Linked DNA regions of Drosophila melanogaster: region 1 is linked to region 2. Evidence: chromatin contacts called from public targeted proximity ligation data. All regions are on one chromosome and are shown on one strand. The core of a region is the stretch at or near the end of the contact, and the rest is flanking DNA. Distances in the headings are between cores, read along the strand shown.

The links.
Region 1: a contact with region 2 is called in a targeted proximity ligation map of the Kc167 cell line, with 3 times the contacts expected there. A contact is called at or near these places in 62 of 107 Hi-C or Micro-C datasets (the Clone 8 cell line, the D17-c3 cell line, the Kc167 cell line and 15 more) and 5 of 7 datasets of targeted methods (the Kc167 cell line and the S2 cell line).

Annotation. Positions count from the first base shown.
Region 1 is chr3L:819,347-824,214 of dm6, reverse strand. lncRNA:CR43883 (long non-coding RNA:CR43883) reads right to left here and starts at 3,456. Exons shown (of 1, transcript NR_073908.2): 1 at 2,703-3,456.
Region 2 is chr3L:771,675-776,269 of dm6, reverse strand. No RefSeq gene overlaps it. Among named protein-coding and RNA genes, the nearest start is that of tRNA:Ile-TAT-1-2, 3.6 kb to the right of the region's middle.

The DNA of each region.
Region 1 (4,868 bases), core at 2,207-4,706, 46 kb before region 2:
GCGGTCTGTTCGAGCTTTTAATTAAAGTTCAATTACTATGATAAGACAAAATGACTGCAATTCGCAAGATACATATGTGCTATATAACCAAATAATCTTTAAAGCTTGGAAACATTTTTGGTAATGCCCCCAAACTACTATACTTCCAAATAGTGTAGTGTATATATCTGGTCGGATCTGATTCACACAAACTGATGATGATGATTGTCGAAAGGGGTGGTGGGAATGGGTTGGGTTTGCGAAGGGGCAGAGTGACACTCACATGCGGCAGAGCCACAAGTCCACCAGTCCACCACTGTTGATTGCTGTCAGCAATCTTTCGCCATGATTCAAGCTCGTCGTCGCTGCTTTTGCGGCTTTTATTTTGTGGTTCTTGGGAGCTGACCCCATTCAATGTCATTAACTCGGCCCAAGGTCTGTTTGCTTTTTTCAGCTAGCCAGCCCCGCAGACGTTGGCAATTTCGCATAATTGGCTGAAAATTATGAAATGCTACGAGGAGGGACGAACCAATCGCTGGCTCCTCGTTGCGGTGGCATCTTCATTTCACTCGCTGCCTGGTGAACTCCAATGAACTCTCTCTCTCTTTAGCAGCCTGCACTTGGAGAAATTCCCTTACATATTCTTCTTTCTATGGTTCTTTGTTCTTAATGCGATCCGAAATTTCTGTCAGTACCTGTTCTTTGGCCAGCCTGTCAGCGGCTCGTCCAACTGTTCGCCCCCAGGCCAAAATCCGATCTTCATGGGATCGGACTGCTCGACTTCCTTTCACCGGCGAACTCAACTGTAAACGTTCCAGTCACTTAGTCAACAATCTGTTGCATCTAATTGTCTCTGCAACAAATTACTCAATTCCAGTTGAATGCTAAAAGGAGATCGGCACTCAGAATCCCATCCAGATGCAGATGGAGACGACGAGAATGGCAACGAGATCCCAACGACGACCGGCTGGTCGGTCAACAGGTTTGACATAATTTTCACTTTAGTTTGTTTTTAAAAGCACACATTTGCACGCAGCTGAGGGATCGCCATACGATCCGCATCCGATCCCCGAGAGCGGATCACAGCGAGGACGATAATGATAATGATGATGACGCTGCGCCGAGTAACTCAATCGCAAAATCCCACATGGTCACCAGCTCCACATCCCCATTCCATTCCATTCACGATGAGTCAAACGGGCACTTTAGTGGGCGTGGCGCACTTCCGCAAGTAATTTGCTGCGGTTCTGGCGAGGATCATCGGGGCGGTGGTCTTATAATGGAACATTTTAATGCTGAAACCGATGCTTAAAATCAAAGTCATAAAAGCAAAAAGTGTGGCACAGTGGATGGGATTGATTATCATTTATGCAGCACAAAATTGATATATTTGTAACATTTCCAACAAAAAACCACAAATATTGGCCTAATTAACATGAAATTCCTTAACCCTTTCGATACCAAATAAAAATTTAAAATTAGGTTACTTGTGAGCACTTCCAGTGCCATCGTACTGCGATGATGGGGACAATAATGGTGCTGTCGAGAGTGCAGTTGCCACAGTCGCAAGATAAATATACTAAAGGTAACTTGATCAGTGGCACACGGAGATCATCAGCACAGAACACGAAACATGGCCCAGATGGAAGCGATGGAAGCGATGGAAACGATGGAACTGGCTGCCTGGTTAATGGAGGAGGGTAAAAACTTGCCAACGGAGACACGTCAACAATGAGGCATAAAAACGGGAGCACAGTCGCATGCAACATAATTGAAAGCAATTTGTGGTCCTGAATCTGAGTCTCTGTGTCTTCCGTCCCCAGATCTTTGGGATCCCGGGCACCAGCGTCGGCATAAACATTACATTGATTGCCATTGCCCCACACTAGCTGCTCACTTCACCCAATCCCCCAACCAGCTAGTCCGTCCGTCCATCCATCCGTTCATTCATTCACTCATTCACTCACTTGCCCAGCCAGTCACTCACTCACTCGTTCACTCCATCAGTCACACGTGTTGTTTGTCGATCTGGAGCATGAGGATCGCACACTTGGGCACCGAGAAAAACAACTACTATATAGTATACTATTCATAAGATATAAGATATATATACACATTTCAAGATCTTCTAGTTTCAATTGTGATCTTTGGCTTTTTTCAGTGCATGACTGCATGAAATCAGATATCTTATGTTTAATTCACAATCCCCAGTTGTGTGCAGAGTTTTTTCTCAGTGCATAGCTACATGAAATCACCAGAAGGTGAACGGCTGTTCGACTTCGAGCGGAAGTCGCTTAGTTCCGGCGCAAGGCAGCCCCATTCTTGCAGTCCATCCTCACTTTCCTGCCACCTGAGGCGCTCGTTCTCAGTTCCAGAGGCAAAGATCTTGGGTCCCATGACTGGATGGGGTTGTGTCGACTGTTACGCAACTGTGGCAATGTCTTTGATTTGTATCTCTGACGCGGTGGTCGCCGCTACTTCCAAAAAGTAATTGCAAACAGCTGAGCAGCATGTGCGGCCAGTTGGTTTTCCGTTTTGGAATTGCCTTTCCCAAAATTCCTGAATTGTGCAATTTTTGATTGTTAGTGCTCTATTTTCGAGTTGCCCCATGTGATTACAAATATTTCGTGGAACTGTGTTTTTTTCAGTTCGCTTTTATTTTATTTGAACTTATGATTTCCTTAGTTTTCATTATGAAAATAAAAATTAAGCCCAACTCAATTACCAAAATGAATTAAATGTAATTTGCAAATCATTTGACCACGACAAATGGCAATCTGTGAACCATTAAATTCAGGGTCGAATCCGTGACGAATTCACTCCTTGTTGCCGCTTGCCATCGCATTTTTGGGGTCATTTCGCTCCAGATAAGCTCCGCTGAGCAATCAACATGGGGCTTTTGGATATATGTACATATGTATGAGCACTGTACACTCATTTTATGTGTGATATACATACATACATGCAGTCGAGGCTTAATCATTGTTGAAGTGATGTTCTTGCTTCAGAAGGAAACTCCGCAGAGCTGAAACTGCACAGTTGGCTGCACCTCGTTGCCAATGCAAATATATGTTGTTAAAATTAATTTAGAGAATTTCTTCACATTTTCCTTAAGCATTCCTCTTCCTCTTTTTTTTTCAGTGCACTGCGAATGTCATCTCCACGCATTTTTGCCCACTTAGCATTTAAGTTGCGGACTTGAACGGCGAACACAAGGCGAACTGCAGTGGGGCTGAACTAAAATCCAGGTGGAGCAAGTTGTGTGATCTTTGGCTTGGATCGAACAGCTGTTGCCCATGTTAATGCTAATGCCAAATCACGCATACGCCTCGTTGTGCGGCCAAGCGTGGCAAATCGGCTGTGTTTGCTTAGGTGGCCGTCGCGATTGCGATGCCCCAGCAATTCAAGTGCAGTGCCCATCAATAAAGTGAAATTTGTTGAATGGCTGCGGAGCTTCTGCCACTGGTGGCACTGGGTGCCACTGGGTGCCACTGAATGCGGCACGGTATCCACATACTTGTATTTATTTTCATCAGCAGCAGCTGAGCCGCAGCAACCGGACGCACGTGTTCATTTTCATTTGGCGCAGAGAACGCAACAATGATAAACAGCCGCAGCTGTGCACTTGGAGAAAAGTCGGTTAGGAATGGGGAGGAAAAAATGCTTATGTTTATGCTTAGATATGATCCAAAAAGTAACCCACTTTCATGCAACCTTATAGATAGAAAGTCAGTTTAATGTGTTGATTTCTTTTTTATGAATATATATAATATATAAGTTTTTTTCTTTCAGTGCTGGCAGAATCTTTGTAGACGGGGCTCAGCGGAAGACGACCAGCAACTGCGGAAATTATTCATTCAAACTGCTTGACTGCGTCGGTCGAGCGGCTGTTTTCACTGGGTTTTTTTTTTCATATTCAATGCTGAAGAAATTTGAAATTCATACAAATTGCAGGGCGCAGCAACAAAGGCTTCGACTGCGGGTTCAGTGGCGGGGACGGGGGAAGGGGGTGTTGTGGAGCCACCCATGCAGCTCCACAATGTCCGGCAGTTGCGATAGTAACTACAACTGCGGCAACTGTCCGTCAAAAAGTCAGCGAAGCGCGGAGGAGCAAAAACGCAACGCTTTTGTTTGGCTTTGGCCCCTAATAATTATTGCTGCCCCCTTTTTTTTTTTGGTTTTTCGGTTTCTATGTTAACAATTGCATAACACAAAGGCCCAGATGAAAGCTTCGTGCTGGAAGCCCCAAGCTTTCTCCTTCACTCCAGTCCACTTCAATCCAATCCAATTCATCAAGATCGGTTTTTTTTGGGGGGGCATTATGGGAGTGAAACAAAAGCGAGCGAACTTGGCTCGTCTTTCACACAGGTGTGCTCAATCAATCAACATGAGATCACATTAAACCGGAGGGCAACAATGGCCACGATAATCACACTCAGCTGGACCGAGTCCAAGTCCCCCAAAAATACAGTCGAGTTTCGCTAAGTTGGACTTTTCAAGGAATAAGAAGGTCACAAGATTTAACTACTTAACTTCCATCGAGGCTCACCTGACCGATACTTGAAATATCATTTCTGTTCGCTTTGGCCATGCTTCACTGTAATCAATTTTTTTTTTGGAGCTACGCACCCGCAACGTGGTCCATGGTCCACGCACATGTGTGTTGATAGCTTTTGTTGCCCTCTTTTTATATAATGTAACTGCTTGGCTTGGGCTTGTGGCTCATTAAGACCCTAACATTCAATGACCATTTGTGGCCACCTCGAGTGATTTGGGGGGATTTGTAACATTCCACACTTAATTAGCGGACCTCCGAGCGGCGGTTGAAAGAGTTGTACGCGGGCACAGACATTTTCGACTTTGTTTTCTTTATGGCCAAAAGTGTACGA
Region 2 (4,595 bases), core at 205-2,704:
ACTCGATCTCAGCCACATGTTATGATTGGTTCGTGGGTGTGTTGAGTGACTCACGGTACGTGCTACTGTTCGACAGCGCAAAAAGTTATTAAATTTTTATGCACATACATTCATTTGCGCGGATATGTTTCCTTTAACCCCCCAGTTTTTCTTCTTTTTTTCCATCCTTGGGGACCGTTCACCGTAATGGATGAAAGGGTTAAAGCCGCTCGATCCCGACACGTGTTGTACGTGGCCGCCATTAGCGTAAACATTTTCAATGCGTTCTTGAGTGTCTGCCAAATTGCAGTCCGATATTATGCGAATAACTAGTACACATTTCTGTTGATTTTCCTTTCGTTTTGTGCTGGGTCAAAAACTTAATAACATGGCCAATTTTCCGAGACATGAAAAAGTCAGAGGGTGATTTTTGGGGAGGAATCGAACGAGGCTTTGGCAAATTGAGTTTGGTATGGATGAGATACAATCATGTAAGGGATCAGAGGTTTTGTAAAGATTGAATTTCTAGATGAACAGATTACAAAAGTTAAATGAAAGTAAAGGCTTATACCGACATATCTTGCAAGGATTATTTGAGTTTACATTATTTTAACTTTATCATAAATTATAAATGAAAAAACTTGTTTGGTTGGGCTGATCATTTGATCGATATTGATTTTCAAGTATCCAATCAATTCTCGTCGATTCGCTTTGCTGACCCAAAAATGTCGTGGAAATTTTGCTCACTAATTGCACAGCGAACGCCCATGGTGATGACCCAGTGAAGTCGGTGCCAACGAAAACATTTGGCAGAGATATACGATCAAAGCGAACTGCGACCAGAAGTTCCATATGCTGGGTTGGGTAGACAAACTGCAGTTAATAGCCGTTTTTCTCAGTTCTCCATCTATATGAGGTGGAAACGGGGCTACAGATGGGAGGTGCCATTCAGTGGACGCTGTGGCGCATCAACGTCAACAACATCATCATCGTCATAGACGTCGGAGGAGGGAGGTGCAGTTGATGGGGTCAACCTACTTCTGTTTTATGCACTGAAAAAAATACGTGTTGCAGTAACTTCCAGTAAAAAACAGTGAATCAGAAAAAAAAAGGAAAGGTCTTGTCACACGTTGCATGTGTTATGCAGTGCTTGTTATGTTGGTCACACTAATTTGTGCAATCGGATAATTTAAATAGAGAATCTACAAAAATTTCATCGGCATTTTGTTTAGTGGCTGCACTGCCGCAGCTGCGGCTGAAAAACATCAATCAAAGGCTGAGCTTTGTGTCTGTGTTGGTGCGACGTCACATCTGCGATCTCTAGTATTATCAAAGCGCCACCTACTGGCCATCCCCCCACCCCATGACGTACAACTAGCCTTCAATGAAATATTCACACACAAAACGTTTTCATCAAATTTACGTAACGCTAAATTCGAATAATGAACATCTGTGCAAACAGGCGAGTGCGATCTGTGTGCCCCTAAAAATGCCTCCCAATTGGCTCGCGAGCAGCAGATGCGGAATGCGCCTCGGACTTTACTTTATCCACTGTTTCCCCCACGCACCCCTCTCATTTTTTTTTTTTATCCCTCGACGGTATCCGTTCCGTTCCCATTTCCAGCCAGCTGCCCATTCCGTCCGTCCGCTCGTCCAATCCATCCATCCATCCGTCGCTTTGGCGTGCTAATGAAATCGAGCGCGTTTATTTGTTTATACGGCATTTGTCAGCAAACTTAGCATATGGACAATCCGACCCTGATATGATGAATGATTCAGAGGGTTTTGCGAGGCAAGATTTAATTACGAACTTCAAGAACGGCTTGATGATAAGCTCGAGCTTGAAAGACTGACGATGTTAATCTCGTGGCTTACTGTACTCAATGAAGCAAGGAATAACCTTTCCATATGAATTCGTTGTATGCAAGATAACCAGGCAAAAATGTTCCAAGTTCTAAACAGGAAATTCGTACACTTTTCTCATCCACAGACTTTACCGTACCTCTATATATACCCATATTCCGTTTCATTCGCGATGGTAATTGAAGCTCGTCGTGTGTCTGAATTAAGACAAAGTTGTCGAAATGCCGTCTATTCCACCGCCTCAGTAAAGTGTTTTCTACATACATACATATATTTTAGCTGACGTTCTGAGTTGGCCACCAGCGTCGATCGTCAGCAGTTGATTGGTCGGTCCGTCACTCAAATTAGCTTTATGTCGCCGAAGCTGATCGAGATCGGTATCGGAATCTGTATCTGTATCTGTATCCGTGGACGTGGCTGCATAGTATCTGTATCTACGGATCTGTGACTGTGTCGCCTTAGAGCTGCCAATGCAAATTCTCTAATTGTTTATTAACAATTGCCGCCGGCCAATAGTTAAGCAATTAAAAGGCACAGACACCGGTAAGTTAATGGTTACTTCGATGTTGTTTCTTTACGATTTTCCTGAGTTTTATTTTGGAGTTGCAGCAATTTGTCTGCTTTGATTTTGAGTTCGCCACCATTGTTGTAGCTGTTTTCGCCGTTTTCGATTGAGTTTTCGGTTTCGTATTAGCTCGGGGATTATGTCATGCAATTAACAATGGCATATTGTAGTGGTTGTTGTGGTCGCTGCTGCATGTTGCTCGTGTGCCTGCTGCTGTTGCTGCCGTTGTTTTCCTACCGTTTTTGGCTCTGAAAATTTGGCTCTTTGAATGCGGATTTGCCCGGGCTCGCTGAATTGTCGATTGCGTGCACTTTGCTGAACTTTTGCGGCCACCTCTCCCAGCAATTGTTGCATGTAATTAACCAACTTTGACATGTCTAGTTATGCGTTGCGACAACAAATTGACGTAAGCGCGTGCGTCAGCATTTGGCGATTCGATTTGATTCGAATCCCCGGGGTTTCTGTTTCAGTCCACTCTCAGTTCACGTTCACCTCACATCTGCGATTCTGGGCGTGACTTATGCCATATTTCTTGCCACCTCGTGAGCAACAAGGCTGGGCGGGCACGTTCAAATGATGAAAGTGCACCTGGTTTCACCCGCACATTGCGAGCGGCTTACCTCATTACTCGCACATTATGGAAAATTCTCAGCTGGGAAACAGCTTCCGATATGTCATTTTCCCAGGCTATTTCTAAAGACGTATTTCTTGATAGTATAGTTGCTTATTCGAAGTCCTTTTTCAAAACACAATGTACCTAATTACTTTTTATTATTTCTCTTAAACTCTTTGTTGTGTAAAAGTGGTATCTTCTCACTTGTTATTTATTTGTCTATTTTTAACGCACTCTCAACAAAATGAAAATAAATAATCAAAGTAATTATGTTAATGCAGGCCAATAATTCAAGGCGAAAAGCACTCGAGCGTAATTCAAGCCATAAACCTTAATTAATCGCGTTAATTGAAATATTTCGATCGCAACCGAAATGCAATTTCCATTCCCATGACAAATGCTCGCGTTGAGTAAATATTTGAGCAAATCTTTTTGGCAGTGCGATCGCTGTAAGTGTCCAGCGGATTTCCCGAGCTTTCACGCATCCAAACACCTCAAAAGATGGAGAAGAGGTGGCGAGTTGCATATCCATCCGATGGTGGCCACTTGAGATGCAAGATGCAACGCAGCGCACTCTGCAATTAGTGTTAAAAGACACAAACACGCCGACACAGACGCCGCAAGCTGATGACGTTGGCCAGATACGCCAGATACCGCATACTCCTCAATCCTCACCCAATCCCAGAGCCAGGAAGAGCCACTAATTGGCCTAATTCTCACTTCTTTTTGGGCCCACGCAGTATTGTGGATGGGCAAGAGGTTGGTCGAAAGGGGGCGGGATAAAATACAGAGAGGAAAAACGATATCTATTGTACACACGCCATTTGGAAAAATGTTGCTTGCTGAAATATATTGCTCTTAAAGCTTAAATTACACTTTCATAAGCACTAAGCGTATTTTATCTGAAATATCTGCTGATTTTTTGCAAGTGTATGAGCTGATCACGCCTCATCCTCATAAATAAACAACACGGCGAACAAGAAGCAGAACAAGCGGCAACATGAGTGTCAGACGGGCGACCGCCCAACCGATATGCAGATGAGTATCCACGAGGATGGGGATCAGGGCCCTGCAATCGCCGCGATCATGTTGCGGGCGGGCTGTGATGCTATCCGATTGGATGCGATTCATTCCGTTCCGATCCGTTCCGGTACGTGTGAAATGATGTGCTGGGTGGTCTGTTCCAAATCAATTGCTGCCCTCGGAAAAGGAAAGGCCCTCCTCGCGTGATGTTTATTTTGCATAAATGTTGCCCCAAATATCGCAGCTGTAAACACATAACGAACCGAACGCCGCAGTTGGATGGATCTCGGATCCCGAAATCCAGATCCGATCCCAACCCATCCCACCGTGATTATGCTGCCTCCGGATGGGCATCAAGCATCTGCATCTGCCCGAAAAGTTTCGGCTGTGTAAATATTTGTTTAAAATTCCGCACGCCTACCACTCCGAAAGAGTGTATATAAAAAACTCAACCTCAAGCCCCCGAGGGCCACCGATGTCCGTATTTTCCCACTCCATTTGCGGGGACCACCAAAGTTTGCTGGACCGTTGGATCTTTGGAGGGCAATCGGC